Regions from separate parts of the Danio rerio genome. Here region 1 is linked to region 2. A link is a contact called in public Hi-C data. All regions are on one chromosome and are shown on one strand. Each heading gives the region's core, a stretch centred on a gene start, on an enhancer-like site or on the middle of the called end of the contact. The rest is flanking DNA. Distances are from core to core; before and after follow the strand shown. Region 1 overlaps ep400 (E1A binding protein p400). Region 2 overlaps ncor2 (nuclear receptor corepressor 2).

Region 1 (4,247 bases), core at 883-3,382, 200 kb after region 2:
AAAGGTTAGCATGTTTCTAGTATGGATTGCCATGTTTCTTGTTAGGCAGTTGATAGGGGGTTCTGAGTGGTTGCTAGGGTGTTCAGGTGGTTTCTAAGATGTTGCTAGGCGGTTTTAAGGTGTTTTGAGTGGTTGCTTAGGTGTTGCAAGGTGATTGCTAAGATGTTCTAGGTTGTCGCTAAGTGGTTGCTACGGTGTTCTGAGTGGTTGCTAAGGCGTTGCTAGGTGGTTGAAGGTGCTGCTAGGCAGTTGCTAGGTGTTTTCTAGGGGGTTCAGAGTGGTTGCTAGGCCATTTCTAAGGCGTTGCTAGGTGGTTGCTAAGGTGTTCTCTGTCATTTCCATGGTGTTGATAGGTGGTTGCTAAGGTGTTCTCAGTGGTTGTTAGGCAGTTGCTAAGGGGTTGCTAGGTGGTTACTAAGGTGTGACTAGGCGGTTGCTAAGGCGTTGCTAGGCAGTTGCTAACTTAAATGAGCATGCTATTAGCATGGTTCTAGTATGAATTTGCATGTTAGCATGTTTCTTGCTTAAGCTAGCATGTTGTTGGCATGAATTAGCATGTTGCTGGTATGTGCATAGTATGAATTAGCATGTTGCTAGTATGTGTATAGCATGAATTAGCATGTTGCTAGCATGTTTATAGTATAGTATGCCGTATGTTGCTAGTATGATTAGTGTGTTGTTAGTATTAATTGGTATGTCGTTAGCATGCCCAATGTAAAGTCAATGGCCGTTTTTTTTTTACAATGGAAGTCTATTGGGCAGTTGCTGTGGCTCCATAAATGGTTGCTAGGGTGTGAACAGTAAGTTAAAAGGTCATCAGTGCGTGGCAAATTGGTAGAGAAAAAATAAGCTGTATGACAGTCTGGTTTGGTCCAATGTTAAGTCAATGGGACTTTTCAGAAATTTCCGGGTCAGTGTTGGGAAAACCGTTAAGTCGGATCAGTTGGAAAAGATATAGCAACTTAAATTCAATATAGTTTGGTGGTTTGGAGTTAGTTTGGTGGTTGTAGTATGAACTGTCTAGGAGATGTGTTCTTAAAATAGTACAAGAAGAAGAAGACGGAAGAAAAAGAAGTTGATGCAGTATAACAGGATGTTGGCTTTCTCAAACCACCATAAAATAATACGTTTTTAACATTTATTTAATGTTTACACTGCGAATCCAATAAGACCAACGTATTTGGTAAACAAAGCAAGTCTCTCATATAATATCTCTACTTAAAGACAGAAAATATTACTGCACAAACTGCATTATAAATAAATGATATGAACTTTTTTTATATTAGTCAATAATATAACTGAAATAAATGTAAAAACTTGAGTATAAATTTACACACATTTACTGTAGTAAATGAACAGACTCAATGATGGTCTAAAAATCTGCAACTTTCTGCACACGTAGATTCAGTGGGCCTACCTATAACCTATAGAGTTTATTTTATGCATACAAATGTCAGTAGATCAGCACTTAAATGACCTTCGTCACTATTCTGATGCTCAGTTTGAACTTCAGCAGACTGTCTCGAGCACATGGCTAAATTGAGTTGCGTCTATGGTCGATATCCATTGGATATTTGCATTAAAAGCATTCAAGCTGGCATACCTAAAGTGGCTATTGAGATTCCGCAGAACCATTTGTGCTGGAATGAAATGTTTTAGTGTTTATTGAGCAAGCGAGGTGCAATGCATTATCTTGCTGAAATCCCTGTCGACCAGTGTGCTGACACATACACACACACACATACTGCAGTCAGCAAGTCCACACGCAGACGTCCAGGAATGCATATCTATGGACTCCAGGCAGAAAGGCTGAATTAATGTCATCTGAAACCCGAAGGAAGCTCACTGAATTTAGGTACCAAATACATTTCCGGACAAATAAAGACACGGCCTAATCCAGACGTGTGTAAAAACATAACACTTTATACAAGTAGGCTGGGAAAAAAAAATGAATACACAACTACTTTACAAATACAAATGCCTCTGTCCCCTCCGCCCCATCCAGAGTTATTTACATGTGTTCCTGACCCGACATCAATAAAAAAAGACATATTCATGAGCAAAAGCCCCGACATTGTATGATTCAGATACATAGAGGGAAAGTCTTGATTTAAGTCCGTTCATTACTGATAGCAGGCCAACGTAAACACACTAAGAGCCAAGCTGAGGTCTGACTCAACTGACTAATGGTGACATTGTTCATAACTATGCGTAAGAAAAACGGAAATATTTCACAGATGTGTTTTCAGAAATGACTTTTCTTCCAAATCAGAGTTTGGGAGGGCGATACTTTCCACAGCTGCCCGCCGCGAGCAGGAAACGGCTACAGTGCAGGATGAGCTTTCCATCAATTCCTTGTTGATTCACATTTTGAAGTGTTGTACACACACATTTCACACACACGTACACATCCACAGACAATTTTCAGGTGGTATCCATTCATGCAGCTGAACTTGTGTCAATAAGTAACAAAAATGTGTTGTTTTTAGGGGAGTTTTCATGATACAAGCTAATATAATCAATTCTTCTATGGGGAGGGTGCAATTGAATGGCTCTCCTATATCAAACTAATGGCACTTTGCCATGTCTGTTGGGCTCACAGACTCTTGCTAATCTTGATAATGATTATTAAATGCTTCAAAAACATTGACCGACACAAACAGCAAAGGGACAACACCACCACACCTATTAAAAAGAAAACATCGGGGAGACGCACATACAACTGGACTGATTGAACATTATGAAAAATGTTGAGATGATCTGCCAAAAGAGTTCCCGGCGCGCCAAATGAAGTGAAGTCGATCCAACCGCACTCGATCCATGACTTTAAGTATGTGATGACATGTGATAACACTGTATAAACAGAGCATGTAGCATAGTCTGAAATGAACAGCGAGCGTTTGATGGCTCTGTTAAAGAGTTCAGTATTAAAAAAAACGAGTCGTAAAGTCATGTTTGACTCCTGAGAAAGGAGATTCAATTATTAAGCCATTAAAAAACAAAAAAGAAAAACATTGGCCACAGAGTGGAGGCCGTTGGCAGAAGGATGGTTGATTAGCATGAAACGTGGTTAGCTTATTAACGTTTCTTCAAATTGTAAAGAGCTCCATACTTACAGGCAAAGGTGAGTTCCTGTATTACAAAGGGTCAGTTTTCCCAAAACAAATGGGGTAAAAGAAAAACAAAGCCCTGTGGTGTGGCCAGCTACTTTCTCCTCCGACTGTCTAGCTGCCACCGCTGGGTTTGGCGGGTGTTTTGGAGCGCATGGCAGCCCCGGTGCGGGTGTTTCCTTTGGCCTGCGGGGGCTGCGGTGTGGCGGTGGTCTGCTGCGCTGGAGTCTCAGAGGCAGGGGGCGCCGCTGTGCTCTGCTGCTGGGCAGGACTGTGTGGTGGTGGGGTCTGGATTTGAGGAGAAGCTGCTGCTGTAACGACCTGCTGCTGGAGAAGCTTCTGCTGCACCACCTGTGCGGTGCCTGCGGGGATGACCTGAACCTGGGCTTGGGCCTGTACCGAACCAGCAGCGGGTGCTGCCTGAGTCAGGGCCACTGTCTGTGGCTGAGCCTGGATCTACACACAAACACATTATTCGGGAGTTTAACATCTTGTGGTCATGGAGGAACTTTTATTACTCAGACCCTTTAGTTTTCATGATTTTGCGATCGCTGAATCCAATGCAAATTTAACAAAGTCGTAATTTTTTTGCAGTCCAGCAAAATTCTTAATTAAACACAAAATAAAAATCGCTAAAAAATTTAAATAATCTCATAAAACATCTAATTGCGGACCATATAATTAAACTATATGCATTTCAGTTTGCAATGAATTGTTTCACCTGACTTGTCAGCTTAAGTGTGACGTCAAGCGAAGCGATGTCCGGGTCTAAGCGCTATATCAAACTGTATGGGGAAACTCATCAAATGGTAATAATAAAAGTTTATAAAGCGCTGTAATACTTTCACAAATCACGATCGCAATGTCAATATTTCCATGCCTAATATCTGATAGGCAGGAAGTGATTAATTTTTTATTAATTGTAAAAATTTTATTTTTTGTTGATTTTATAGAAAACTCACTTTAATGTGTGATAGGACTAAAAAGTGCCCATAAACTAATATTTTCTCAATTCAAATGAGTAGCGACGTGGACCCGGAAACAGTATTCCATACGTCGCAACTTAACAAGCGGATAGACGTTGCATACGCAGCGCACGTGATGTATTTGAGTGTCTCTCGAAAAATGACATCTCAC
Region 2 (4,357 bases), core at 1,251-3,750:
AACATCCTTGCACGTGTGTTGAGGCAAGTTGAAGCTAAAATCTGCAGGACACCGGCCCTCCAGGACTGAGTTTGGACACCCTGGTTTAAGGAATTTCATCTCTCGCGGTCACCTTTTTGCTGCACAACTTGCGAATTGCGTCTTCCGTATTTACCACCTCTCCATTCTCGTTCGGTTGAAACCCGAAATACTGCCGAACTGCAAAAGTTTTGTTCTTTTTCTAGACCAAGTCACTTGGTGCACGACTCGCCATCTTTCCCCACCTTTCCCTTTCTTCTCCACGCTGTCCTGTGATGCTGTTTTTAGGTATTAAAGGGCACCTAGTTTACCCCTTATTTAAGATTGAATATTAATATTATGGTTCAGTTCAAAGCACACATCTTTTTTTTTATTATTATAATGTGGTAAAAAGTGTCATTTTGGGGGCGTGTACACAGGTCGTTGTTTTTATGGGTGCGTTGCTTCACATGAAAATGAGTTTTGACTTCCCGCCCAACTTAACAAGTTAGTGGAGCCAAGAGCTCTCCCCTTTTGTGTGGCAGCAGACAGAGTGAAGCAACATGAGTGAGAGGACCAGCATTCAGTCGTACATGTATGACCCGCACACATATTAAGCAAAGACTACAAAATCGTTTGTGTCTTTGTATGGTTTACAGCCAACTGTTTGCTAGTTTAAAGTTCCAAACTTGCACACCGAAACTAAGAACCACGCACACTGAATTAACTTTGACTCAGGCTATAACTAAAAGGCATCACACACACTGGATGCCGTGACACAGCCTACCAGACGTGCATATTCGCATGTTTTTTTAAAATGAAACTTTTCAGATGCCGTTCTGTGGCACGGCAGAAATATGAACAGTATCCCGAGTTGTGGCTGGGCACCGCGGACAGCCGCCGACTTACGGTGCCGGTGTTTGTACCCGAGTAGTGCTTCAGGTGAGCGACCTGCTTAAGGCAAGTTTGTTATTTCCACTTGAGGGACGCGCACATAAGGCAACGCGTTAAGATGACAGGGAGCTTCTGTGACCGCGGGAAATGCAAACGGCTGAAGTTTAAGGAAGACGCGATGAAAAGTACACATTTGCACACCCACCTAAAGTTACAAACAATGGCGCAGATGAGAGCGATTATGTGGTGAATGTTGATCTTGTGTTGAGCCCAATGAGCTTTGCATCTAAATACAGAGCAAGAGTGTTTCTTTGGTGACATCGCTTTGAATCACACACTGAAAATTGCAAATGTGAAACAACAAGCAGGATTTGGTGATGCGCGCCTGTCAATCAATATTGGTGGGCGGGGGGACAGCGCTCCTACATCAAGTTGTGGTTGATCTCAAAGCCCCTCCAAATGGTCCATTGAATTTATGTTGTTAAATTGAATAAAATAAAAAAGGACTGGGTGTGTTTATATCACCCCAATATGACAGTCTACACACTATACCTACACATATGTCTGTCCAAACAGCTTGAAAAGTAGAATTATATTCAATATATAAACCTTGTTTCCTATATATGACAGTATAACGGTTTTTAAACTGATACCCTTGCTATTTTTAGATCCCACGGTATACCATATTACCGCCCAAGCCAAATGCTGATTGTGCACCATGAAAAGCAAGTTCCACCTTGGATACATTGCAAACTACGGCATCCTCAGTTTTAGGTTTTGTAAAACTTTCCCACAGATACTAAATCAGAAACGCTTGCACTCAGTCATCATAACTAGTGCTGTTTGTTTCTTCATTAGCATTAAGGAAGGCTGAATTACACTAGCGCCACAGTGCTGTAGTGGTCAAATGTGATATTGCTTGCCCTTGCATGTGATCAAATGACTATTCAATAACATTTGTCAACAAATTTCTATTGTGGACATTGTCATTTGAAAATGTTGACTAATTGCTTGAGCTAAGCTAATGGATGCTGAGCGCTGTTGCAAACTCATCTGCAGGAGGTCAACAGCCATGTTGTAAACAAACAGGCAGCAGTGCATGTAGTCACACACAGACTTACAGGCTGAAGGAGCTCCTATTTCACACTGTGGAGGTCATGTTACTGTAGCTATTCATACACATCAAGTGACTTTTTAATATCACATTAAACTTAATGTAATGCAAATCATTTAGAAATCAGCTCAATGATTTTAGATAATGTTATGATGGCATAAAATGAAGACAAACTGATATAAGCGCTGATTCAAATGACATTGTGTGAATACTAAAAACTGTCATACAATTCATATTTACTCAATCAGCACCAGCTAATGCCATAAGCTCTTTCTAATAGAAAACACTGAAGCCAAAGGAAGACAGTTGATGTGTGAAAGCAGCAGAAATAAGGAGACAAATGTGGACTCACCAGCTCTACTCGGGGTCCGAGTCCCTCCAGGATCCGGTGAGCTTCCTCTGCCTTTTTCTGTTCAAAACACATACACAGCGCACATGTCAGCAGCACATCACCACAGCAACACACCTCACACTCTCTCCAGCGCACACACATAAACAAGCCAGTGTATAAGGGATGTACTATTAATAGAGCTCTCAACAGAAGACACTCGCTGCCCTGTGCCATCTACCTCTCTCTCTCCCTTCTCTCTTTGTGTGTGTGTGCATGTGTGTGTGTGTGTGTGTGTGTGAGAGAGAGAGATGGCTGGGGAGGTAATCCAATTAGATGCAATAAAGAAAGCTGAATCTATTACATTCTGTGCTGTCCTGCTCAAATTTGGAGAGAGATGGAAAAAAAGCAAGAGCAAAAAAAAGATCTAATAAGGATTTTAGAGACAGAATCAGCAGATTGCTGCCAGGTATGTGTGACTTGTGTGTCTTTCTCAGAAACATGTAAAGCCATAAAAACTACATGTCCATTCTCTACTGCAAACAAAGGGGGAGAACTTGAATGGTCACATACAGGTACTAATGCACTCTCGAAAAATTACAAGGTGATTTTATTTCATTATTTGAGATTGGATTAATGGAGCACATTCTACTAGCCGCTCCAGCTTCTTCCATTTGTCTGCAAATATAGTGTGTGCAATGTGCTATTTCATATGTACTTTAAATGTATTAATTATTATTTATTAAAGTTCAATAACTTAAATTAATCTAAATTAGAATGATGAAATAAAAATATTACTACTAACAATTAATTTCAGAGTAAATAATAAAAAGAATAATTATTATGGAAATTTGACAAAATGGATTAAATCATATTAATTTAACTGAGTGCATCATTTAATTTGCTTAATAATTCAATTAATAATTGTAAACATCCTTAAATTATTCCATTTAAAAGATTAAATTCTAATTGATTAAGGGCAATTTTACTTTACAATTACTAATATTTGAACATAATATAAACTTATTTCATATTGGAAAACTCTGTGAAATACATTCCACACTTCCACAAACCCCATTCACCAGTTCACTCACTTTAAAACTATTCACAGGGTGTATTTAGCTACATGAATACTACATATCATGGTTTTATCTTCACATCCTTATTGTGAGTTCTGTGAACTACAGTGTCCAGATACCTTTTTGCATATGATGTGGGAATGTCCGGCGGTGCAAAAACTTTGAGATTTAGTGCAGGACATTTTATTCAAAGTTGCAAAAACTAGTTTTCCCAAAGCTCCTGTACTGCTATTATTGAATGGTAACTCTGAATTTACCTTAAATGCAAAGGTTCGTAAATTTTGGTTAGCTGTTAAGCACTGGTTACAATCACTATTGGAAGAACGGTATCTGGAACTGTCATCAGCACTGATCAACCATGCTAAACTGAACATCCTTGATATCATTAACACATTTGGGAACTTTAGCGGTTGATGATGATGTCACGCAAGGATCGCTGAAGAACACATATTGAGAAACAGCCTGTGTCTCCTTAACCAAACACACTTGATTCAGATCATCAGCTCATTAGCAGAGACTTAAAGACCTGTAAGGGTTGTAAGGTGACATCCAAAACATGCAGTGTTGGTGGTCCTCCGGGACCGTGGCTGAGAAACACTGTACTAGAGTGCTCTCAGGACAAGCTTCCTACCATTTTTAAAGATTAGCCACTATATTGATTATTCCAGTACAAATTTTAACCAGTCATAACACCGGTTATTTACATATAGAAATACTGTAGGCAAAACAGCTTATTATTTTCCCCATAAGAGAATCTAATATCATTAATTGGTCACACTGTTTTATTTTATTACATAACACAATAAGCGCTCTTTTAATCTACCATTTTACTGCTCTAATTCTGTTTATGTACATGTTTTGTTATTTTTATCCATTAGCCTTATTATTATTACGTGTCTTCTTGTATTTATGTGTGCGCTGAAAGCTTCATAACCAAAAGAATCA

The links. A called contact is a pair of places that touch in the nucleus more often than the background predicts.
Region 1: a Hi-C map of hematopoietic stem cells shows a contact between it and region 2, with 4 times the contacts expected there. The contact joins two enhancer-like sites. A contact is called at or near these places in 7 of 18 Hi-C or Micro-C datasets (caudal fin, embryo, hematopoietic stem cells and 2 more) and 1 of 4 datasets of contacts at active chromatin or transcription factors (caudal fin).

The regions. Positions count from the first base shown.
Region 1 is chr8:52,089,884-52,094,130 of GRCz12tu, forward strand. It overlaps ep400 (E1A binding protein p400), which reads right to left. Exons shown (of 51, transcript XM_073911058.1): 51 at 1,904-3,566. The coding sequence ends at 3,225. Among named protein-coding and RNA genes, the nearest start is that of ep400, 60 kb to the right of the region's middle. Within about 2 kb of position 2,133, at least 7 of the 62 cell types and tissues checked have an H3K27ac peak or open chromatin away from gene starts, as enhancers often do.
Region 2 is chr8:51,893,336-51,897,692 of GRCz12tu, forward strand. ncor2 (nuclear receptor corepressor 2) reads right to left here. Exons shown (of 45, transcript NM_001007032.1): 7 at 2,358-2,414. Among named protein-coding and RNA genes, the nearest start is that of ncor2, 100 kb to the right of the region's middle. Within about 2 kb of position 2,501, at least 13 of the 62 cell types and tissues checked have an H3K27ac peak or open chromatin away from gene starts, as enhancers often do.